Regions from separate parts of the Anas platyrhynchos genome. Here region 2 is linked to region 1. The links are chromatin contacts, called in public Hi-C maps. All regions are on one chromosome and are shown on one strand. Each heading gives the region's core, a stretch centred on a gene start, on an enhancer-like site or on the middle of the called end of the contact. The rest is flanking DNA. Distances are from core to core; before and after follow the strand shown.

Region 1 (5,599 bases), core at 2,060-4,559:
CTGCCAAAATCCTGTCAGTCCCCACTCACGGGTAGCAACTGTTTGTAAAACAGCCTACACGAGCACCGACTCTACAAGGGCTGTTCCTGCACCCCAGGCAGGGGATTTGTGAGAGCCCTGAGCCACTGAGTAAATAAGAGGCCATGGACGGGCGCTGTGCCTCGGTGGTGGTCCCACAGGCCTCCCTGAACGGCAGCCGGCGCTCACGCTGGTGAACCAGGCCTGTAATGAATTTAATATTAATTACTCCACGCTGAATTACTGCTATTCAGCCTAACTCACTGCTCCCCTAAATGTAACTCAGATTTCATACACGTAGCCCAAAGCAAGTCCATGCTCCTAGTTGGGATTACATCCATCATTGCTCGGTCTCGTACCGTAAAAGGCATTGCTTTTGTTACACACTGCAATGTTCCCAAAAGCTTAGGGACTGATGGCAGCCGAATATATTTATTCTGGATGTTCTGCCACTGCACCAAATATAATCTGCAACCTGGTCACCTTTAACCTGTTAATTTCCTTTTGGCCATCCTGAAAGTTGGAAGGAGAAGGATGGATAAGACATGATATGATGACATCAATGTTGAAGTGTTTTAATTCAGTGTTACTACTGTAGATATTTTTTTTTGTGCATGTTTTTAAATTTCATCGATTTTCTTAAATACCTATGTTTTTTCTTTTCCTTTCCCTTTCCTTTTCCCTCTTTCCTTCTCCTTCTCGTTCTTTTCCTTTTTCTCCTTCCTCTACCCCTTCTTCTCCAGCTCCTTCTTCCTCTCCCTCTGGTGTTACTTCTTGCTACAAGAAGATACTCAACATGTGATGCAGTTTCACATGCTTTTGCTTCTAATAATAAATACGGGCCAAGTTTTGCACCCTATAAATTTGGGTGTATGAATTTGGCCTGATTCCACTGATATTAATGGAATTTAAACTGACATCAGACTAACCCTACTTTTTTAATGCTTGATTTGCATGGTCTCAGCTGTGAGACAATTCGTCTATAGACTACTCTAAGCCCCCATTAAATCAGAAAAAGAACGTTTCTGACTGAGCATGCCAATCATTACAGCTTATCTAGTGAGAGATGCCACATGCTTTCTCCTGCTCTATCCTTATTTTTGACAGCTACTTATGCTACTCATTGTCTAATTGGGCCTGCCAATCCTCCCTGCTCATCCCAATCTGTCCATCCCAGACACGAGAATCTGAATCGTTTTTTTAAAATCTGCATATGGTTGTTGATTACAAGAGATGGGAAAAAATGCAGCCTAGATGTTGCAATATGCTTATTTCTTTGTGATTATCATTCAAGAAAAAATAAAGAACTGCAAAGTTAAAAGAGGAAATTGCACTTTAATACTTGACTCTAAGGATGGGAAGAGTACTAATGACAAGATAAATGCCATATTTCTTCTCGAGGCTTGCACACTCACAAAGCAGTCAGGGCTAAATCCTGACATTTGCTGCTTGCTGTGCTGTGAGGAGGAGGTAAAAGCTATTCTCAGGTGGCACCAAACGGCAGGAGATAGCTTGCCAATGCACCACAGAGCCCAGCACAGGGCTTCTGGAGGATGAGGATGTCATCACGAGCAGCAGGGCCTGGTAGGTCAGGACCCACTTTGCCTCCATGCAGAGAAACAAGAAGCGCACTGTGCTGGGTCCCGCTGGGAAATACAGTTTATGAACAAGAGGATTCCCTCTGTGGAGCATGCATCTGCCAGCCGCTGCTGAACCTTGCTGCTGGGGCTTGCCAAGCAGCACACCGGCATTTGGACAGCAGCGTCTCAGTGGGGCTGGCAGAGCTCTGACATTCCCCTGGGACCTGATCCAAAGCTCATGGGATTCAATGGGGGACGAAAAAAAAAAAAGTCCATTGATCTCAGCGGTTTTGTATCTGTCCTTTCTGCTCTTCTCCTTTGATGATTTATCCAACGCTGACATGCATATATCACTTCTGAAGCACACAGAGCACTTGGTTTTAATCTCACAATTTCCCTGGTGACAGGAGAAGAAGTATGCTGGCAGCTGACATTGAAAAATACTCATTATTCTGTACATTATTATTGCTTTTTACCTCCCTACGGTAGATAGAAATCACAATGAAAAATCACAAATATTTTGTTTTTCAGCCTCTGCCTGCCCTTAAAGGCACAGCAAAATATTACAAAGGGCAATTTTGTATGCATGTGGGAAAGCAACGAGAATGTTTTGTGTTGAAATAGGAGGTAAGAGAACATTAACGACTAAAAGCCACTGTTAAGCAAATGATGCCTTTCTCTAGAAAAAGCTTAGAGAGGGAGATACGCTTTCTGATTTACCAGGGAATTGAATCCTCTTCTTGGATTGGGAAGTAAGAACATTTTATACCTGTGAAAGCTTCATTTGAAAAAATAGAGATTACTGGGCCATTGGCAGCACTGCTCTGCTGAGTCCCACAGTGCCAGTGGCTGCAAAACAGACTCACGATTCCTCGCGTCCTGAAGAGAGGTTTGCAGGGACACCAAGGGGTTGCCACATGGAGTATCTGGCTGTGTGCTTCTCCAAAGGATGCTTCTCCAAGGGGTGCCTCCAAAGCACCCAGGTTCACAGAGCCATGACAACTCCTTCCCACTGGGAGGGCCACTCACTGGCAGTCACTTTCCTAAAGCAGGAGGGTTGCTTTGCTCTATTTTTTAATTTTTCATTCCAGTCCAACACCTTTTTGCCTTTGTTTCCCCACTGGCTAGTGCAGTTTTTTCAGCACTAGATGTCAGTGTGGACATATGATACCAGACTGCTCTGCATTTTTTCCATTCACAAGAGAGGAAGAATTGCTATTCAGAGTGAAACCGAGTCTCTCCCCAGCCTCGTGATGTGCTTCCAACCAAACAGGTCTTTCCTTTCCTGTTTGACCTTCATAAGAAATGTGTAGAGCTGTCTGTCCTTGGTATGGGTTCGTATAGCTGTAAAGGGGCCCTCTTCATTTTGTGATCACATCGCGTGTGAGTTTAAGAGGAGCTACCATGACTCTGGAGGAAAAGCTTTGCTTAGGAAGTAATGGGGACAAAGAAAAGGTTCTGAATTATCGTGATGAATTGTGACCCTGCTAAAGGGGTACAGGTACTCTACAGAAGTGGCTAATCCTTTAACTAGCAGTACTCATCCCAATGAGAACCTCCTGATGAGGCTGAGTTCATGCAGTCCCATTGTCTAGAACATTTCATCATCTAGAAATGTTTTGCTACAACAAACTCTTACAAGCACTGTTCTAACTTGAACCTGATTTGTTATTTGCCTGGCATTTTCTCAATGCAGAAACGAAACCAGCTAAGAGCAGAGCAACCAACCAGGAAGTGTATGCTGGGTTCCCCAAGTGGTAAAATGACTCTTGTTTTTCTTTCACTCTTCAGAAAACATTTTGCTTCTTTAAGAAATGTAAACCTCTGAATCCAGACCATGAATGGTGCCTGGGCTCTTACCGAAGGGCAGAGCAAGAGGCATGAAGCACCCCAACTCCCCTATTTTATTTTTTTTTTAAGGAAACAAGAGCAAGGACTCTGCTCCTCCTGCTCCCAGTCAATATACCAGGAACAGATAGAGCGGGGAGAGGAGGAAATGGGTTCACAATTCCCTTTCCTCATCTCTTATTTTCATGGGTTCTGTCTTCTGCCAAGTGGATCGGAGCCAGCACAACAGATGGAGCCTTTTACACCGCCCTCGTGCCTGGTTTACACCAGGCATGGTGCACAGAAGCCTAGGCAAAAAACGCTTCTGGCAGATAATGGGAAGTGGAGCTCTCTGACATTCCTCCCGAGTCAGTACGGCCTTCAGAAAAATCCAGTTACAAGCTTTTATATTCTTCATTGTCCACTCATTAATGAAGTATTACCTTGATACATTTACTACTGCACCTTGCTTTTATTGTACTTAGAAGTCCTTACTGTCCTTTTGACTTGTTGCAAGTCCCGGCAGCACAAGCATGACTGCCCAAGCAGCTGTGCTTAAAGGCCCTTTGAATAGCTACCTGGTATGTTTTTGTTTCTTGTTATTAGGCTTATCAGTAGCAGACTGTAAGTAGGAGGATATAATATATTAAAAGAACAATACTTACAACTATCAATTGAAAATATTACCACATACCATGCAAAAATTAAGACAAAGGTATTTTTTTTCTCTTGGATTCTGAGAATTTAAGGTAATATTTGGCAGAAAACAAAGAACCTGAGAGAATACAAATTGTACTTGGCAAATCTAATGTCACATGGCTCTACCACCTGCTGTCATTCCTACATTTTGTTATTGTTTCTGTAACTCTGTTTTCCTTTTACTCATCTCTTTCAGTAGATGTCTAGCATTCAAGCAATTAGTACTGCTAATGAAAGATCTATCCTGTGAAAGAACTTGTCTGCAATCAGCTTCTGAAGACTGCTTTACCTGTGTAATATTCAGTGTGTCAGGACTCGAAGTGCTTTCTCTATTAACCCTCATGAATTGTTCAGACCAAGCTTTTTGTAAAGACTATGCCTCTCTAGGTGCAGAAGGGATTCATGGTCTAGCACTCTGAACTGCAAGACAAAACAATGTCATTCAGGAATAAACTTTGAAAGATTCGTATTATTTCCCTCTGCAGAAAAAAAGAGGGCTGAAGCCATCAACACTCCTCCCCCCCAACTCCACATTCAGCTGGCATCGCTGGGCGCTGATATAGGAGATCTGAAAACAAGAGAGAGTAAACACACTTCCCATCTGTTAGTTTGTCCTCCACCCCCTCTTCTTAGAAATCACAGAAACAGAAAAATCAGCTGGATGGGACCTTTATAGGTCAACTAATCCACCCCCACACTCCCATACCCACAGATCTGTGTATTAACGCCTTGCCCAAATAAACATAGATTGATGTCACTTCATTTATGAATTGGTGCAAACGCCTGTAGTGTAGGGATGAGCATGGTCTAAGCTGCTACTTGTCTTCAGTTATTCCTTGAGAACATAACAAAAGAGGTCTGTGCTGTAGCTTTTGAAGAAATACAGCATTGGGGGGGCTCTAGATGCATGAAAGGTCAGGAAGTATATACAATGGGATACTGCATGCAAAGATGATAACAAAACAAAACAAAACAACAAAAACAAACAAACAAACAAACAAACAAACAAACAACAAACTAACAAGTAGAACTAATGCAGTTTATTAAAGAACCAGTTACTGCCTGATTATGCACTCAAATGGCAAATTCAAGTGAATGGCATTTGGCCTTGGTGAGTACTGTGGTGCTCACTGGCTACAATAATCCAACTCTGAATGGAGAACAGTTTAGAAATTATTATGGTGAATATACGTGCCCATTAGAATTGTTAGACTAAAGCGCATTTCTTATCATACTACTTTATAGCAGATGTAGTGGAATGCACAGCACAAATTGCCATTTCTTCAAGTAGATTATTTCCACATACTTCTTCCTGTACAAAATGGTCAATCTATAAGACAAGGAAAAATGTTCATTTATTTTTAAGGCTAGGTTATCTTTTTTTTGGTGAACATTATCTTTCCACATGGGTGACTCCAGTGTACAAAATACAGTTGTTTATGGTGTGACAGAAACTTCAGAAAAGCATAAACTTC
Region 2 (5,599 bases), core at 923-3,422, 81 kb after region 1:
TTCTTGTATGGGGCAGACCTAACGAAAGGGATATGGATGCACGGCCTTACCTGGATCTGTATTTACCACAGGTCTGCTACAAATATTCTCTGAAGGCTCATAAGCTATTTCATCCAGCCAAGGCTGAAGTTCATAGTAAGCATCAGTGACTTTCTGTAGGACACGGATGAAATATTCCGAAACTTCTTCTCCCTTGCTTTGGACCAAGTCTAGGATTTTGCGAACCTGAAGAAACAACACGTGGAAAATCATTGATGCATAGTGATGACTGTTGTACTGCTGGGCTGCTTTAGGATCCCTTTTGGACTGGGACAAGATCCTGAAATCAAAACTGGTGCTTAAAAAAAAACGAATTCAAAATCTAGCTCTGAATTTCAACCATCAAAACCCTCACTTTCTGTTTGTATTGGGATGTTGCAAGAAAGTCAGCTCTGCAGATTAAGGTCTCAACTTTTAGCTAAATCATAGGCTAAAAAAACCCCAACAAACAACATGGATAAATACTTCTCCTCAACACGGAAACTAAAGGATTAGCTCAGCCTGGCTGAGTATATTTTAAATCCTAGGCTTAAAACAAAAAAGATGGAGGGGTTTTCTCAGTGCCCTAAATTAATTCCTCTGGTTTGTAGATATTCCAGTCACATTTAGATTTACCTCTGGATCCTGCTAGACTGAGAGTGGGGCAGGCAGAATCTCTCTCTGGATCTTAATGCAGATCCAAAAAACCTGCAATTCTTTCTTTTCACACAGCAACTCACTACAGCAAGATTATCTCTGTACAATTTACTTGTTGCCTGCAAGTGTTACTGAAGCTAATGGCTACCAAAGAGTGTCTGGAGCAGCTCAAGGCGAATCCTTCCAAAGGCAAACCAGAGCCTGATCTCTGTGCAACCAGCACAAGGCAACCCCAGTACCGAATCCTCCTCAGGACAGAGTAATCTTTTTGGGGCTCAATTTGAATGTTTGGATCCTCTTGCTGAGAATGAATCAAGAATTCAGTTCAAGCAAGGGGTTTTGAGAGACTATGGCCTTGTGTGAGTAAAGCAGGGCGAGTTACATGGGACACAGCAAAATCATGGTATTTTTTTGACATTTTGTGTGCTCTGAAAAACAACTTTAACCCTTCCAGACAAGCTCCCACAGAGTTCACTTACTCTTGTGGCCTGCTCCGTGTCTCTGCTTAGAGTCCTGGTGCACGGCCTCCCCCTCAGCTTTGTTACAACAAGCATGTATATTATGCTGAACAAAAAGAAAAGGGGATGATGGTACAGTGTGCATTTATTCAGCTTTGACCTTGCACACAGTGAGCACTGTGTTAGCGTCTCAGCTCGCCAGCAAGAATGATTATTTTATGAAAATCTGCACTGTTAGGCAAGTCCAAGCTCTCTGAATTCTTTACGGTTTGCCTGCCACTATTCCGAAGCTGCACGACTGGTCGGAGAATGAGGAGCTTGTTTTGGGTCACGACGCACAGAGCAACTGTGCACACCTGATGATTTTCTCCTATCAAAAGAACAGGAATTAATTTTTGCTCCTGATGCCCACAGATGAATTCCAAACCCCAGCGTGTCAGGAGATATCAGTTTTACAAACATTTACCACGTCCAAACATTTCCTAAAGTAAATTTTCCTTAAAATACTCTATATTATAATGAAGGCTTGTGTGCAGCAAGCTGCACTGACAGCCACGGTGGCCACCTCTTTATCCAAGGACAAAGCTGCAGCTGGGGACACAGAGCAGCAATTACCAACCTGCTCGTTTTGGCAGCTGCCAGCAGGCTTACGAGCAGTGCCAGCAGGGCTGGAAAGAGAAGTGGTGGAGATGCTTGTCCAGAAGGAATGGGGTGGGGAGTCTCCAAAATAACAAAGACTGGGAAAGACATCAAGCTCATAAAACCTAACAGTAAAGTTGAAAGTAACAGAAAGTTCAGGTTGGCTAGTGAAATGAAAACAATACCTTATCTGCTTGAGTTGGAAACTGAACAACAATCTCGGCGTCCTCGGTGGAGAAGTACTCATTGTAAAGCAAGTTGTCGATCAAACACTGCGTGTTTCGGATCTTACTGACCAGAAGCTCTCGGTAGATCTTCAGCAAAGCAATGCAGGACGGCGGGCTTGCTCCTGGAGGTTTTTCCAAGGAAATCTCCAAGTTAGCACAAAGTTGGCCTTCCATAGTCGAGACAGCAAGAAGCTGCTCCGTCTAGCCTCATCTTTGGCAAGCTGGCTGGCTGCAGTGAGGAGTCAGCTCGGGGTTAGCTTCAGGGAAACGGGCGATCTGTCCTTCACGTTACCGAGCCTGTAAAAGTAAATTGCACAGAGCCTCAATGTAAACGTTACCCTGTGCAGATGCATCCTGCAAGTAGCCATCAAAGAGTAATTCCAGCCTCTGCACAACACCACTGACAACTTTATCCAAAAAAAAACCCACAACCTGTTATCTTCCTCATGCACTTCCAGACATTTATTCAGCTTTTGGAAAAGAAACAAACCAAAAACTACTGCAGGCAGTCTCCCCTGTAATATAAATACTGCGGTGCAGCTTGCCTCAAACAACAACGCTTGCATCTGCTTTGTTAACTGCCCGTTCCTCGTGCATAATTGAATATTTTTATTAGCTTTTCGTGTTTCAACAGACAAAGCAGGGCATCTGTCCAAACGCAGCTCGACAAGGAAATAAAGGGGAATCAAATTCTATTTCGTAGCAATTAATTCTGTAGGAGGAATTAATTTCTCCTAGCAATTCCCTTTGTCTTCGGTCACAACGAAAGCCTCTGTGTAAAATTTTGCCAGGAGGGTGACTGTCCTCAGAAGCGAGGCCTTGTGAACTCTCCGACAGCCCTGGCTGAAGGAAAGCAAAGCACATCCCCGGCACAACCGTTTGGGGTCGCAGCCAACCCCAAAACGGCAGAGCTCTTCCGACCAAACGTGACGTGACCCAGTGAGCTGGCTTTCCGACCACGAGTGAGTGACTGCATCTGCTCAGACAGATCAGCCCTGCAGTGCACCACGCGCATGACCCAGCGGGTCGAGTGGCTGACTCCTGAGTCACCCCGCTGCCTAGGAGCCACGCAGGCACATCCCTTTCTTTAAGAAAACTCATTTCGGAACTGAACTCCATCACGGAGACCAAACAGATGTTGAAAACATCATTTCCTCCAGAGCTTTTGCAAGCTTTCGGTTAAAGAGATCGAGTCACCTCTAAAACACAGGCAACACAGACACTAACACTTCTCTTTCAAGCCACTGCTCCTACCCAACATCTCCTGCTTGCTTTGGTTGCTCTAGGACCACATTATCCTAATGCACATTTTCTTCCTAGAGCACAAGACAATGGAGAAACGAGAGGATTCAGAAAAGCATTTAAGGTGAAGGCATCAGGGGAGAAAGGGAGAAAAAGCACAAAGGCAGAACGGGGAAGCTACAGCTGGCAATATTAAACCCGCGCACGATGACGTACTCAGTGATATTTTCTGTAGCAATATTAACTTCAGGATTAAAAAAAAAAAGATACTCAGTATTGGAGAAAGCAGTAACTTTCACCGGTATCTTTTCATAAGAAAAATGGAAAATTTCCACCATCCCCAGACAAAGAAAATGTCACGTCAGATGAAGAGCTGAGCGCCTGAAGTTAGAACAGCCCTATCTCCTGGCACAGGCAGCTAATAGCAAGGCAGGTACCTGCATGTTTGTAACAAAGTGGATCGGCTACATGAGGAAACCTCAGGTCCTACCCAGACTAAAGCAAACACAAAAATGTTTTACAGTAGCTGGTTTAGGTGCAGCAGCACCTACAGGTCCTCGTCAGTGTGGGAATGTGCTTATTCTTTCGGAAAAACTCTCCACAGGACTCGGACATACACAGTTCTGCTTTGCTAGCTTCAGGTTTTTGGAAGCAGGAGACCAACGTGCTGACACTATGAGGTATCAGACTTATCTGCAAGTCTATCGTCTCTTTCTGGAAAGAGTCCCAGCTTCCACGGTGCTTTACAATGGCCTCTTTGAGTGATGGATCACAGGGTTACAACATACTGAGTCTCCCATTACAAGGTTCTGTTAGCTTTATAATGCTAGCTTACACAGCTGGCATGTTTAAAGGTAAACGCTTATGTGGCTTAGAAATCTATATTGAAAGCAACCACTTGCTAGACCACGGAGCATGTACAATGTTTTCTTTCTTATCTCAGGCACTCCAGCTGCTGGATCCCGTGCATCAGTCGTGGGGATGCTGGAAGAAAAGGCTGAGGCATACATGCATGTGGGGACACCTCCGTGCACTAAGGTCTAAAAACATATTCTGTTGAGAACCGCTGCCTCATTTAACAGCCATTCCATTTCTGAAAGGCCTAATGAATGAAATCATTTCTAAAAGCCACCCTGAGCTTCTTACAGTCCTTTTGAAGGTATCACTAAGTTACGATAAAGAGAGATCTAACAGAGATTCTAACATCAACAGCTGAAGATGAGCACTGAGGTTTGTACAAAGGGCACACACATGGGGAGGAACAGAAAGATTTGCCTGCTCTGTAAAGCACCTGAATCAGCAGACCACCTAAGGAGGAAGGGAGAGAGGCAAGAACAGTGATACCTGGGCAAAGCAGGAGCCTGGTACGGGGAGACAAGGAGACAGACACATATGGGGCAAAGCCTCGATTCTGGGAACAGAATGGGCTTCTTGTTCCTGCTGGGAAAAAGAAAAAATAAAGGTTTACTCGAGAGGCTGCCAATGATGCTGTAGAGGAAATTAAGTGAGCCTCTTTGAGAACAGCTTCAGCTGAGTGGAGAGGACAGAAAACAGACTATCAGGAATTAAAAGGAGGCAGAGAGCAGAGTGCTCACCCATCAATTGCAAAAGCAAATGAGACAGAAGACAGTCTTGGCCAAATGAAGCATCAGTGGGGACTGAAGCAATGTGAGAAGCAACAGCAACACTAGCAAGGGCTGCTTATCACAGGCCTGCAAAACTGAGAGTAACAAAGAGGAAGCAAGACAGGGATCAGGCCAGGAATAAAGAGGGAAATGAAAAAGGGAAATGAAATGCGTCATAGTAAGAGATACAGCAGAAGTATCAGTGCTCACAGCGAAGTTTTATGTCAATAACCTGCAGCAGTGCCGATAGCTTCCAAGAAAAGGTATTGGCACTTTTATTTAGTGGCTCTTCTGACTTCCCTCTGTTTAAACTCTCGGCATTGCACAAGCATATATAGTTATATTTCCTGGCCCTGCCCTTCTCATATCCTCTTTTCTCGAAGATTGCCTGCTTTCCTTCTAACAAAACCTGTGCCTGTTCAATTTCCAGTGCCGCAAGTCCTCTGGCAGCGAAGAATATTCTGTTTTACTGGTAGCACCAACATTTATCACAAAAAGGTCTTACTCAATGTAAATGCTGTGTATAGACGGGCTGAAGGGTCTTAAAGAGTAGCTAAAAAGAATTCCACATTTGGGTAAACTTAATAATTAACTCCTTATTGAGCTCGCTGCTCCCAAGGAGATTGTGTAGGAAGAAGCAGCAAAGCCAATACAAGGAACAAATTAATTAGGAGCTGTCCTCCTAAGCAGCTAATTTAAGACCAGACAAGTGTATTTCTAAAGACCTGAAAAA

Evidence for each region. Hi-C and Micro-C count contacts between places; a contact is called where the count stands out from the background.
Region 2: a contact with region 1 is called in a Hi-C map of subcutaneous adipose tissue, with 2.2 times the contacts expected there. The contact joins the promoter of NOD1 here to the enhancer-like site in region 1. A contact is called at or near these places in 3 of 8 Hi-C or Micro-C datasets (liver, skeletal muscle and subcutaneous adipose tissue).

What each region holds. Positions count from the first base shown.
Region 1 is chr2:115,628,497-115,634,095 of IASCAAS_PekinDuck_T2T, forward strand. No RefSeq gene overlaps it. Among named protein-coding and RNA genes, the nearest start is that of ZNRF2, 6.1 kb to the right of the region's middle. Within about 2 kb of position 3,310, at least 3 of the 8 cell types and tissues checked have an H3K27ac peak or open chromatin away from gene starts, as enhancers often do. A contact at or near this core is called in subcutaneous adipose tissue, where this site is marked.
Region 2 is chr2:115,710,403-115,716,001 of IASCAAS_PekinDuck_T2T, forward strand. NOD1 (nucleotide binding oligomerization domain containing 1) reads right to left here and starts at 2,173. Exons shown (of 11, transcript NM_001310381.1): 1 at 1,958-2,173; 2 at 51-225. The coding sequence starts at 2,173.